Regions from separate parts of the Zea mays genome. Here region 1 is linked to region 2. Evidence: chromatin contacts called from public Hi-C data. All regions are on one chromosome and are shown on one strand. The core of a region is the stretch at or near the end of the contact, and the rest is flanking DNA. Distances in the headings are between cores, read along the strand shown. Region 1 holds the start of LOC100194130. Region 2 holds the start of LOC542492 (diphosphonucleotide phosphatase 1).

Region 1 (5,283 bases), core at 2,068-4,567, 130 kb after region 2:
GTCCGTGACTGCGAAGAGGGGCTTCGATCTTCTCTACGGGCGCGCGGTCCGTCCGCGTATGGGCAATGAATTGGCTGCGGAGCATGCAGAGGGCTTCGCGGATATTCTGCAGATCCTGGATCTTTGCCCTCTGAAGGGTTTGTCTTAAGGTCGGCAGGCCATCCAACACACCTTTAAATGACATAGAGTCAAGGAGAGGTGGTGATTGAGAATGAGGAAGACTAATTGCAGCTACTCCTAGAGCGAGAAATGTAAAGGAACTAGTAAATAGATTGATTCGATCGTTTGCAGCCGCTCCTAGACGTATCCCAATATATTTGGATACATTTCATAATTAGCTCGATAAGCACGCGAGAGATAAAGACACTCACATGAGTTAATCTAATCGTAGACACCGTCCAGAACGCCGGCCCATGCTCATGTAGCAACTTTATAAATTATTTTGACCGGTAAAATTCGGTTGGTTTCCGATAGGACGGGCTAAAGTTGAAGAGGGGATAAAGGCAGTAATGTACAGTGCTAGCAGCTTTCTGGTATTTACATCTCTTGTGTCCAAGCAAGGAGCGAAGCTAAGGGGGTGTTTGGTTTCAAGAGACTAATGTTTAGTCCCTTTATTTTATTCCATTTTAGTATATAAATTGTCAAATATAGAAATTAAAATAGAGTTTTAGTTTCCATATTTGGAAATTTTGGAACTAAAATGGAATAAAATGTAGAGACTAAAAATTAGTCCCTAGAAACCAAACACCCCCTAAGTACTAATCAAGAGAGCCTAGTTATGCCTCAAAAAATCGCCGCGCTATTCCAAACTCGCCGGCTATTTTAAACAAAACCAGGCCAGCCAAAGGGAAGTAATTAAAACAGGCGGGATCGAGGAAAAGAAAAAAAAAGGAAAGACAGACATGCAGTAGACTCTACTAGCTATATATGTAAACTAGTAGTACGCACACAGCTACGACCTTACGTGTAAATAAAGGAACAAGTAGCTAGCTAGCTAGCTAGAATGGCGTTGTAGCGACGTCCCTGTCGTCCATGGAGCGGCGCCGTCGGCCGCCTTTGCTCCCGCCACCGCGACAGCCTTTGGTGGAGGAGCAGCAGCAGGCGCCGAGCTCGACGTCGTCGTCCGACGACGAGGAGTCGATGGAGCTAGTGGACTTGCTGACGGCCATGATCCGCACGGGCTTAAGACCCTCGGTGAAGATCCTGATCGCCTCCTGCTCCGTCTTGGTGCTCACCACGTACAGCGCCGCCTCCTGTAACACAGAAATAAAAACGGGCTCGCTGTCATTTAATTTGGTCGTGTTTATTTACTTCAAATAATTAATTTATTTGAGACCTGCTGGGCAACTACGTAGTATCCTCTAAATTACTCTAGCTTAGCTATAGGTTACTCTAATAATCTAATTTACTACTCTCACCGTTCTTTTTTATTTATCATATTTTAATTTAAAATGATCTAATCGGTGATAAATATTTTAAAATGATCTAATCGGTGATAAATATTTTAGAACAGAGATAGTATAAGCAGTATAAGCTAGATACGCAGTGTGTTCCTCTAATTTCCTACTCCCGTCGTTTTTTTATTTATCTCACGTTTTAGTTCAAAAATAATCTAACGGCAGGGGATGTCACGGTCGTCGTCGTCACAAGTTACGCGACTTGATGTTTGTACGTACGTATGTACGCAGCTGGGTCGTCTAGCTCGTCGCAGTACAAGAAGCACGAAATATCCCATCTGCGACGTGTTGTAACAGCACACAGAGTAGGACTGAAATTATTGTGCCGGACGGGCACGTCTCTGTCTGTCACAGTTGCGCCCGTTATAACGTGTGGTGGCCAGTCGGGCGCATGGCGGGGTACACGTACGACAATCAGGTCGCGTACGTGACGGAGACCCCCGTACGTCATGGACACGTCGCACGCCAATCATGCGTGTGTATCACTATGCTACACTCGCCTTCGTAACCGGTGTTTTTATTTGAAGGAACCTAATTCACCTAAAATATATTTTAATTTAGTATAGGGTATACCAATACTTTATACTTCTGGGTACCTTAAAATGTACAGGCACTGATAACTTAATTAATGTACTAACATTTTTTTAGATGGGAGAAAGGTAGTAGGTGAGTCACTACATGGAAAGACGACGCAGTGGTGCAATATGCATGGCAATGGTACCTAAACACGTGGAAAGGACTGTCTGATTGAATAGGTTTTCAGGAACAGTGACACTCCAATTATTTGGGAATTATCTTTACAATTACTAGAATCATAGTACTTTGGGATTGAAAGAAATATATATATATATATATATAAACTAGCACCACTTCGCCGGCTAGCAAGCGCTGTATCGATCTGTTACATGTTTTTGTACATGAATTAATTATGCTACGTAGTACTCGACAGTGTTTTTAAAGCATTTCTAAGAGCTCCCTAGAAAATAACTCATAAAAATCAATTTTAAGGAACATTTAAAAAATTAGTAGGGTAAATTTTATTTTTTTTTCTCCAACAGATCTTTATCTTTTAAAACGACAGATTGTTTTTGGGAACCTAAAACTTCTTATTTGTAGCTATAAATAAGAGAGTTTTAAGTGCCATGAAAAAGTTGTGAGCACTTGGGAACTGTTAGAGATCGTTTTTTATGGTTTTTTTCAAAAAACTTGATTTAGAGGAGACTTCTGGAGAGCTCTTGAAGATGATTTTAGGAGAGGAAAAAAAAGGGAATGGTGGAGGAGATGGAGGATGCATTTACAAATCAAAAGAGGGAATATTGGATGTGATATCCGTGCATATTTATTTCGAAATATTGGATTTGCGAAACAGAAATTATTATAGATCACACACACATTGATTTAACAGGGCGGTGAAGAAATCATCCTCATGAGATGGTGAAAGAAAAAAAAATCGCCGAGAACAATGCAAGCTCCTGGGTTGAAATAGCATCTCACAATTTTCTAGTATAATATATATAATGCATTATGTGTATTCATATATGTACGTGCTTACCCTTGCGAACTTGATCTGGGCGAGGGTGAGCGTCTTGGGCTCCCACTCTATGGACGACATCCGCCCCGCGTCCTCCACCCTGCTCACCGTCGTCATGGCCGGCTCCGCCATGTCTGCCGGCGCCATGGAATATATGCTGGATGCAGAGCAAGCCTCTTCCTCTTCCTCTTCGATCGGGTGTGTACTAGTCGAGAACGTTGCCGACTTTTCTCTCCTGCTGATTCGTCAGGATGTTTCGCTACTCCTCTGCTCTGTCTCTGCGTGCGCCCGGGCTGTACTAGTCGAGAACGATGGAGGCCAGCCAAAGCCACAGACACAGAGATGGAGCCACGCCACGCCCAGGTATATATACCGCGCGCGGCGGGGCCACGGCAGGCAGGCGAGGCGACGGACGTGTCCCTCCCGTACGGGCGGGACAGGCGGCCACGTGGCTGTCGCGGAGTGGGGGCACGCGCGGCCACGCGGCGCTAGCTGCATGCGTCGTCGTCGTCCCGGACCGGAGCGGCTCTTGTTGCGTCCCGATCCGACGTGCCTGTTCGTGTGGCTGTGGTGCGCAGTCAGGTGCGGCCGGGACACGTAGTGGCGTCCCCGAGGTGGTCAGCCGCCGCGTCCAATCGGGGATCGCCGCGTCGGGGGGCTTTGACGGGCTGGGATATTATTGCGTGCCGCGCCTGCACTCGCCACCGGCCGCCCGACGGCGGCGGTCGTTACCGGCGGGTGGGACTGTTCATATGCTACTCGTCCATACCGCATGCATGTGCAAACGCCGACCGGTCCTACGTGCTCTTACGGGCATGCATGCACGTGGATCCAAAACATGTTTTGTAATTCCAACGCATGGACGATGCCGATGGTGGCTCGACCAGTGCAATTCGATCACGTACGTACGGTGACGAGAAGGGGAGGCCAAGCTGTTGTGGGCTACGACCTTCACTGTCGTCGACGTCGTGTCGCACGCACGTACGTGCGCGCGCGCTGGGGTTAGCCGCCGCCGCCGCTGCGGTGTGGCACGCTTGCGCTGCATGACACACGTGACATATAAATGGCGCGCGCGGCGGCGCAATGCATGCCGTCAGGTAACGCAACGCAACGCAACGCAACGCAACGCAACGCAGGACGCAGGCCCGACGACCGATCTGCAATATCGTGACACGAGAGGTACCTACATGCGAAACCGATGGAGCGAGAGAAAGAAAAAAAAAGGAGATATTTTGTGAACGCAAGGTGTCACGATCGAGTCCATGCGTGCAAGCGTGCGTATATGCACCGGGACCTGCATGTAGTGGTGGGGACACGGACCTTGTGACGGAGAGGCGCTCCACGTCCGGCAGGGGACACCACCGGCCGGGGCCCGCGCCCGCGAGCTGCCGCCACGCCACGCCGCCTCTCGGCCGGATCTCCGCGCCATCGCTTTCGCCTCGATACTATTACTATGACAGCACATGTCTTCGCTATGCTTGCGTTCCCCCTACCGTCTATCGCGCAACACATGTCTACTCCAGCAGCCTCCTTAGACTGACTTGACCCCAACATGCCATGCATATACGCAAACCGGCGATACATTTACGTGGCCTGATCGAGAAGAACAAAAAATGCACGTGCTCTCTCTGCGATGCATATTGCTCGGTAGTACACGGGAGATGAACAATTAACCGCTGTTTGAACATTATAAATGCGCTGCTTTTTTTTTTACCAAATGCATCGCCATATGCATTGGATGCCTCTCTATTTTTGTATGCATGTCCATTATGTACTGTACACGATACATACGGGCGGTTTGCTTCGTCCATTTGCCTTGCGCGGTTGGGGTCAATCGACGTGTCTTATATACGCATATAACTGAAATAATATAATGCATAATACTGCATCTATTCTTAAATATTTAACGTTTATTTTTGAACTAAAAATGTCGAATAAAAAACGGAGGGAGTACGTACGTAGGTAGGTGAGTGGTCGTTTTGTTTTGGATCCTATCCTACTGTCCTCCATATCTATCTTTAGGCAGCGGCGGTCATAAGATTTCAGAGATCGGGAAGGCCGGAACCAAATTTTAAATAAAAACCCTTGTTGATATTACATATAAATTTCATCAATAAAAACGCAATATGATCTACTAAAAATTATAACTTTGATAAGTTGTTTATGCTCCCGTGAGAGTGTTGTGAGACGTATTTCGTCGCCGCTTTAGCTGACGTGGTGTTTTTAGTTTGAGAAGTCATTTTATTCTAGATGAGTTGATTTATCATGGGTTTATCATATGAATTTTGATAGAAT
Region 2 (5,226 bases), core at 1,422-3,921:
GCAGAAAACAGGGCACCAACTTTATCTCCCGAAGAGTTACCATTGATGTTGTTTATTGATGACAATGGAAGATTTGGACAAGCCAATACACCCAAAACAACTTTACCTTCATCAAGCAGAGCCAATGCAATGGCATATTGGTCGCCCCTCAAGAAACTGATTCAGGTCATAAAATAAAAATTCAGATAAGGTATGACAATTATTAGCAAGGCTGGCAAATCAGTGGTGTACGGCTATCTATTAATTAAAATCTTGAATAGAAGGAAGCCAAACAGTTATTCATTATTATCAGGTTGCAATGAACCATCACCATAAATGCAATGCTTTTGAAAGGCATTCCCAGGACTTGTACACAGTGGAACATGGATAAACACTGAATTGTATAAGCCTTTTGTAATCTAACTATTTAAGTATAGAAACCAAAAAGATACATATAAGTTAACATTAGCATTTAGTATATATGCATTTGGAAGTACTCCATAAATCTTGCATCAATTTACAAAAGATAAATGAATGTATTAGTCTATTTTGCTGCAGTTCATAGACCTAAGAAAACAGAGATAAAACATTCAACTTGATATTAATAAAAAAATAATACATCATAATCCTCACACATTAGAGATATAGGTTCATGAGACAAACAAGATAGTGGTGCCTGCTAGACTGCTACTTTAATTTCATCAGAAATAATGTAGAAACACATTAAATCAGCAAGAATAGAGAAGATATAACATATGGTAATGCAAATGGTAGAAAGAATCCAACATTTATTAGAGTATACAAATATGAAACCTACTAGTTAAGTTGCCAAACTCACCCTTTAGTACCGTCAATCGGATCAAGCACCCAATGTCGTCCAGATGGACCTCCCTCAGACTTCCCATCATCAATTGCAGAGAGTATACCTTCCTTTGTAAACGAAATGTTATATGAACCATCATCAAAGATGGTTTCATTGACAAGGTCAGTAATATCTTCCAAAATTTCTTCAGCGCCATCTTTTCTCAATTCATCTGAGTCCTACATAAGCACTTGATGCCTATTAATTGCAGAAGCACTAATGAATGCTACATGGAAACAGGTAGAAAGAGAAATAGTATTGTTACCTCTTCAGCCACCAATGAAAATGGTCCAGATGATACATCCATCTTTAAGGAAAAACCGACCAATATTTGAGATCCTAATGTGTGAAAGAAAATTGGCAAGTAAACAGCGAGTTGGGAGAAAGCACAAGTTTTTGGGTTGATCTCAAAGGACTCGATCATGGTTGATCATATCCTATCCTAACACACCCTGATCGAGGGCACAATAACATGTTCGGTTGCAGCCCCCTTTCACACCGCAGAAACAAAAGCGGGGACGGGAGCTGCCACAGGAAACAACATTCCGATTCCCTATACACTCAATCTAATCTATTCTGTTCTGCGGAAGTGGAGGGAAGGCCGTCGCCACCTCTCACTGTCCCTGTGTGAGACCCCTACTGCACCTCGCCGTCGCTGGGCAACGAAAACCCACCCTAAGTTTTACGCATCTAGTGGCTAGGTTTAAGGGTAAACTCCATTAGTTATTATTGCACATGTTTCACATATTAAGATGATCAACATACTAATTGAAGAATGTTTTCCATCATAGTCAACTCTCATTAACAACGTCTCTAGTTCCCTACAAGCATTAACTAACTCCAAACTTGATTTTAGTATTGTCATATGTTGAATTACAGGTGAATTATCTGCTCAAGCTTTTGGAGTCGATTGGTTAATACATGCCAGAAGCCGCTAAGTTGAAGCCCTATCTACCACAGCTTAAATGAAAAAGATACAACCGACTTCTATTCCATACCAAAGGGAGCCCGCACATGAATGAATTGCACTGATTTTTGTTCAGAAACTTTGCTTTTGGAGCGAATTGGATTTGTGGATGCAACTCAAAAGCATCAATCATACAGAATTGAAGATAAAATCCAGCACGTACCATAATCAGCCACTGTGACAGGACTTTTGTCTGCCTTAGCCTGAACGCCAGAATGCATAATATCCTGTTGAACTGTCTGGGGAGGAAACAAAACAGAAAAGAGATAAATCCAAACTGCACGGTATCCGGTCTAAACAATCAAATACGCCACCCCATCACTATATGTGATTCTTTTTTATCAGGATTAAGACCACCAATACAAGCCTGTACGGCTACACAAGCATTTCATTGTCGTAAATAAAACCATAGCAACTGGTACGCCATGAATATAGTGTTTCATAGCATATGAAAATGAAATACATTATATTATACATTTATACTAGCTAGAACATCGAGTATGAAACTACGGTACAGTGGCTGGCTCTTCCCCATTCCTGGTGCGTAAATCTAAAGCACCGGACTACGCCCGCAGCTGAACCACGGACCACGGTAGCCACGAACCTGGCAGAGTTTGGCGGCGAGGGTGACGGCCTTCTTGGCGGCGGCGAGCTCGGCGGCGTAGGGGTTCCCCGAAGCCATGGCGCGGACTGCGACAAAACGCGGCGACGCGCGGCAGGAGCGGGAGGCGGAGGAGGAGGCGTGGCGGAGGTAGGAAGGGACGGGTGGAAGAGGATAAGGGACGCGAGCTCGGGGCGTGGGTAGAGCTCGGGAGGAGACGAGGATCGCGTGCGGGAGCAGGCCCACGCGCGCAGCCATGTGCGTGCACTGCCCGGCGCCTGCGTTGGCATTTGGCAACGACCCGGCAAGGTTGGAAAGAGGGCAGATCGAATTCGGACCCGATATTGTGAATATTCGTCCACAATTATATTCACGGTAGCAGTTAATTTTCACTCACGACTATATCTATGGATAGAAATTCATATCCATATCTATATCCATCGAATTTTGGATATCCATCGAACATGTATCAGATATGACAAAGAATCATTTTCAACAATTCAATAACATAATTAATCAAATTTCCTCCAAATTCACCATATGCACAACTAAAAACTTAATAAAAAATTAAACAAATATACACGTCCTTCAAAAAAATAAATGTCTTGATTTTCAATAATAAATTCAGAATAGAAAGTTGCACATGTATACATGATTGACTAGTTATCAACAAATACATGTCTGCATGACAAATAAATAGTTTAGGTACATGTCTGCATGTCAACAAATACATTCTCAAATGACAGCAAATACATGTCTTCATGTCTCCTCTGCTTTTGGTCTTCAGCCTTCTGCCTTCTAAAGTTCTGATGATTTGATCCTAGTGTAGTGTTGAGCACTTGAGCTAGCGCTAGGAGAGCTAGAGAGGGGAGCACGGAGCAGACACACTGCCACAGGGTATATTTCAACAACAAACCGGTTGAGAGTCTACCTCTAGAAAAAATTGAAGTATTGGTTAATTTTGGATATCCAATAGATAACCCGTGGGTGAGGTTTAGTATCCAAATACATGCCCATTTTTCCTCAGGTCGGATACGGGTCTAACCCGCGAGTAAAAAAACATATCCATATCCGGATCCGTCGGGTCGGATATCCAACGTATATCTGAATCCACGGATTAAATTGCCATCCCTAAAAGAGGAAGGTGAGGTGAGACCGTGAAGGCTAGTTTGGGTTTGGGAGAACCGGAGTGGATTGGAAGGGCTTTGTGGCACCTAAACTAGAAGGAATTCTAGCCCTTCTAATCCACTCTGGTTTTATGGCTCCTAAACTAGCTTTGAGAGACACGCACGAACCGCAACCCAAACCCAATTCCGTCGTAAGCGTTCGCAAAGTAAGGTGAGACATCGAACTTCGACATCAGCCGCCGCCAGGGGCGGATCTCCACCCGGGGCTGCCTGGGCTGCAGCCCCGGTCAGAAGTCGTGGCCCACTAGAGGCCCATAGTCGCGCTCGCGCCCAGCCCCCAACCCTAGTTCCAGGCCCCGCTCCTGCCGAGGTACCAAGCGGCCTCCATCTCCAGCGCCGCAGCGAGCTCACCCGCTGACCCGCGGCCTGCGCCTCCTGCTCGGCTGCTCCAGCGCGTCGCCTCCTCTCCAGCGCGTGCTCTCCAACGCGGCAGCGCCCGCGCCGCTGCGCGCTCGCGGCCAGCCGCCAGGCCGCACCGCGGCACTGCCAGGCCCAGGCGCCTAGCCAGGCGCGCTCGACCGCCCAGCCAGCAGCCAGGCACTGGCGCACTGCAGCAGCCATCTGCAAGCAGCCCAGCACGGCCGCACGGAACTACGGCTACGGGAGCACCGGAGCAGCGAGCCAGCGAGGCCTAGGTTAATTTTATGAATTTGTGATTTGAAGTTTTGATTTGATTATTTATTTAGTAGTAATTCTATGTTTAATTATTTATTTGTGATTTGAAGTATGATTTGATTTGAAGTTTTATGAATTTGTGATTTGATTATTTATTCTGCTTCTTGTGTTATATTAAATATCAATTATATTTTTTTGTTTGGTTTAAATTTTTTATTATAGTTCTAACTTAGTAGCCCCTTCTTTGATCAATCCTGGATCCGCCACCAGCCGCCGCCGATGACCACAGGCGCTGGCTCCTCTCGTATGTTGTTGGCTCCTTCTCTGCGCTGATGTCTCCTTGTCCCGCCCCTTTTCCCTCTGCCGTGATCGGCGCCCACTCTGCGCCGCGAGGTGCGAAGCCAAGGAATTGTCGTGGCTCCTCGAGTAAGGGGGGAAAAGAAACACACGCAAGAGCTAGAGTCGCAACAATGACACACACACAAGTCAAGAAGTGAGCACAAAAACAGCGCAACAAGTTCGCAACACAACAAGTGCTCAAATCTCAGTCACGATGATCCGGATGCGTGTTTGCGGAGTCTATGCGTCTTAGGATGTTCAATGGAGGCTTGGTGTATTGCTCCATGCGCCTAGGGGTCCCTTTTATAGCCCCAAGGCAGCTAGGAGCCGTTGGAGCTCCATTTGGTAGGCAGTTCTTGCCTTCTGTCCGTGGGCGCACCGGACTATGAACAGTACGAGCACAGGACGTGGCAGAGAATTGCCTCATTGGTTGGTTTCTTTTTCTGTGGGGCACCGGACGGTCCAGTGCGCCATATGACTGTTGGCCTTGGTCGACGTGGCAGGTAGCCGTTGCACGGCTGGTACACCGGACTGTCCGGCGCCTCGCACGGACCATCTGGCGCCTTGCTCGGACCGTCCGACACCTCGCACAGACTGTCCGGTGAATTATAGCCGACGTAGCCAGGAAAACCCGAGAGCAGAGAGTTGGGCGGACCATGCACCAGACTGTACGGTG

What was found. A called contact is a pair of places that touch in the nucleus more often than the background predicts.
Region 1: a contact with region 2 is called in a Hi-C map of leaf, with 5 times the contacts expected there. The contact joins the promoter of LOC100194130 here to the promoter of LOC542492 in region 2. A contact is called at or near these places in 2 of 25 Hi-C or Micro-C datasets (endosperm and leaf).

What each region holds. Positions count from the first base shown.
Region 1 is chr10:15,897,234-15,902,516 of Zm-B73-REFERENCE-NAM-5.0, forward strand. It overlaps LOC100194130, which reads right to left and starts at 3,318. Exons shown (of 2, transcript NM_001139183.1): 1 at 3,010-3,318; 2 at 501-1,253. The coding sequence starts at 3,135. The coding sequence ends at 999.
Region 2 is chr10:15,768,784-15,774,009 of Zm-B73-REFERENCE-NAM-5.0, forward strand. It overlaps LOC542492 (diphosphonucleotide phosphatase 1), which reads right to left and starts at 2,672. Exons shown (of 9, transcript NR_158665.1): 1 at 2,413-2,672; 2 at 1,972-2,047; 3 at 1,107-1,180; 4 at 818-1,020; 5 at 1-156.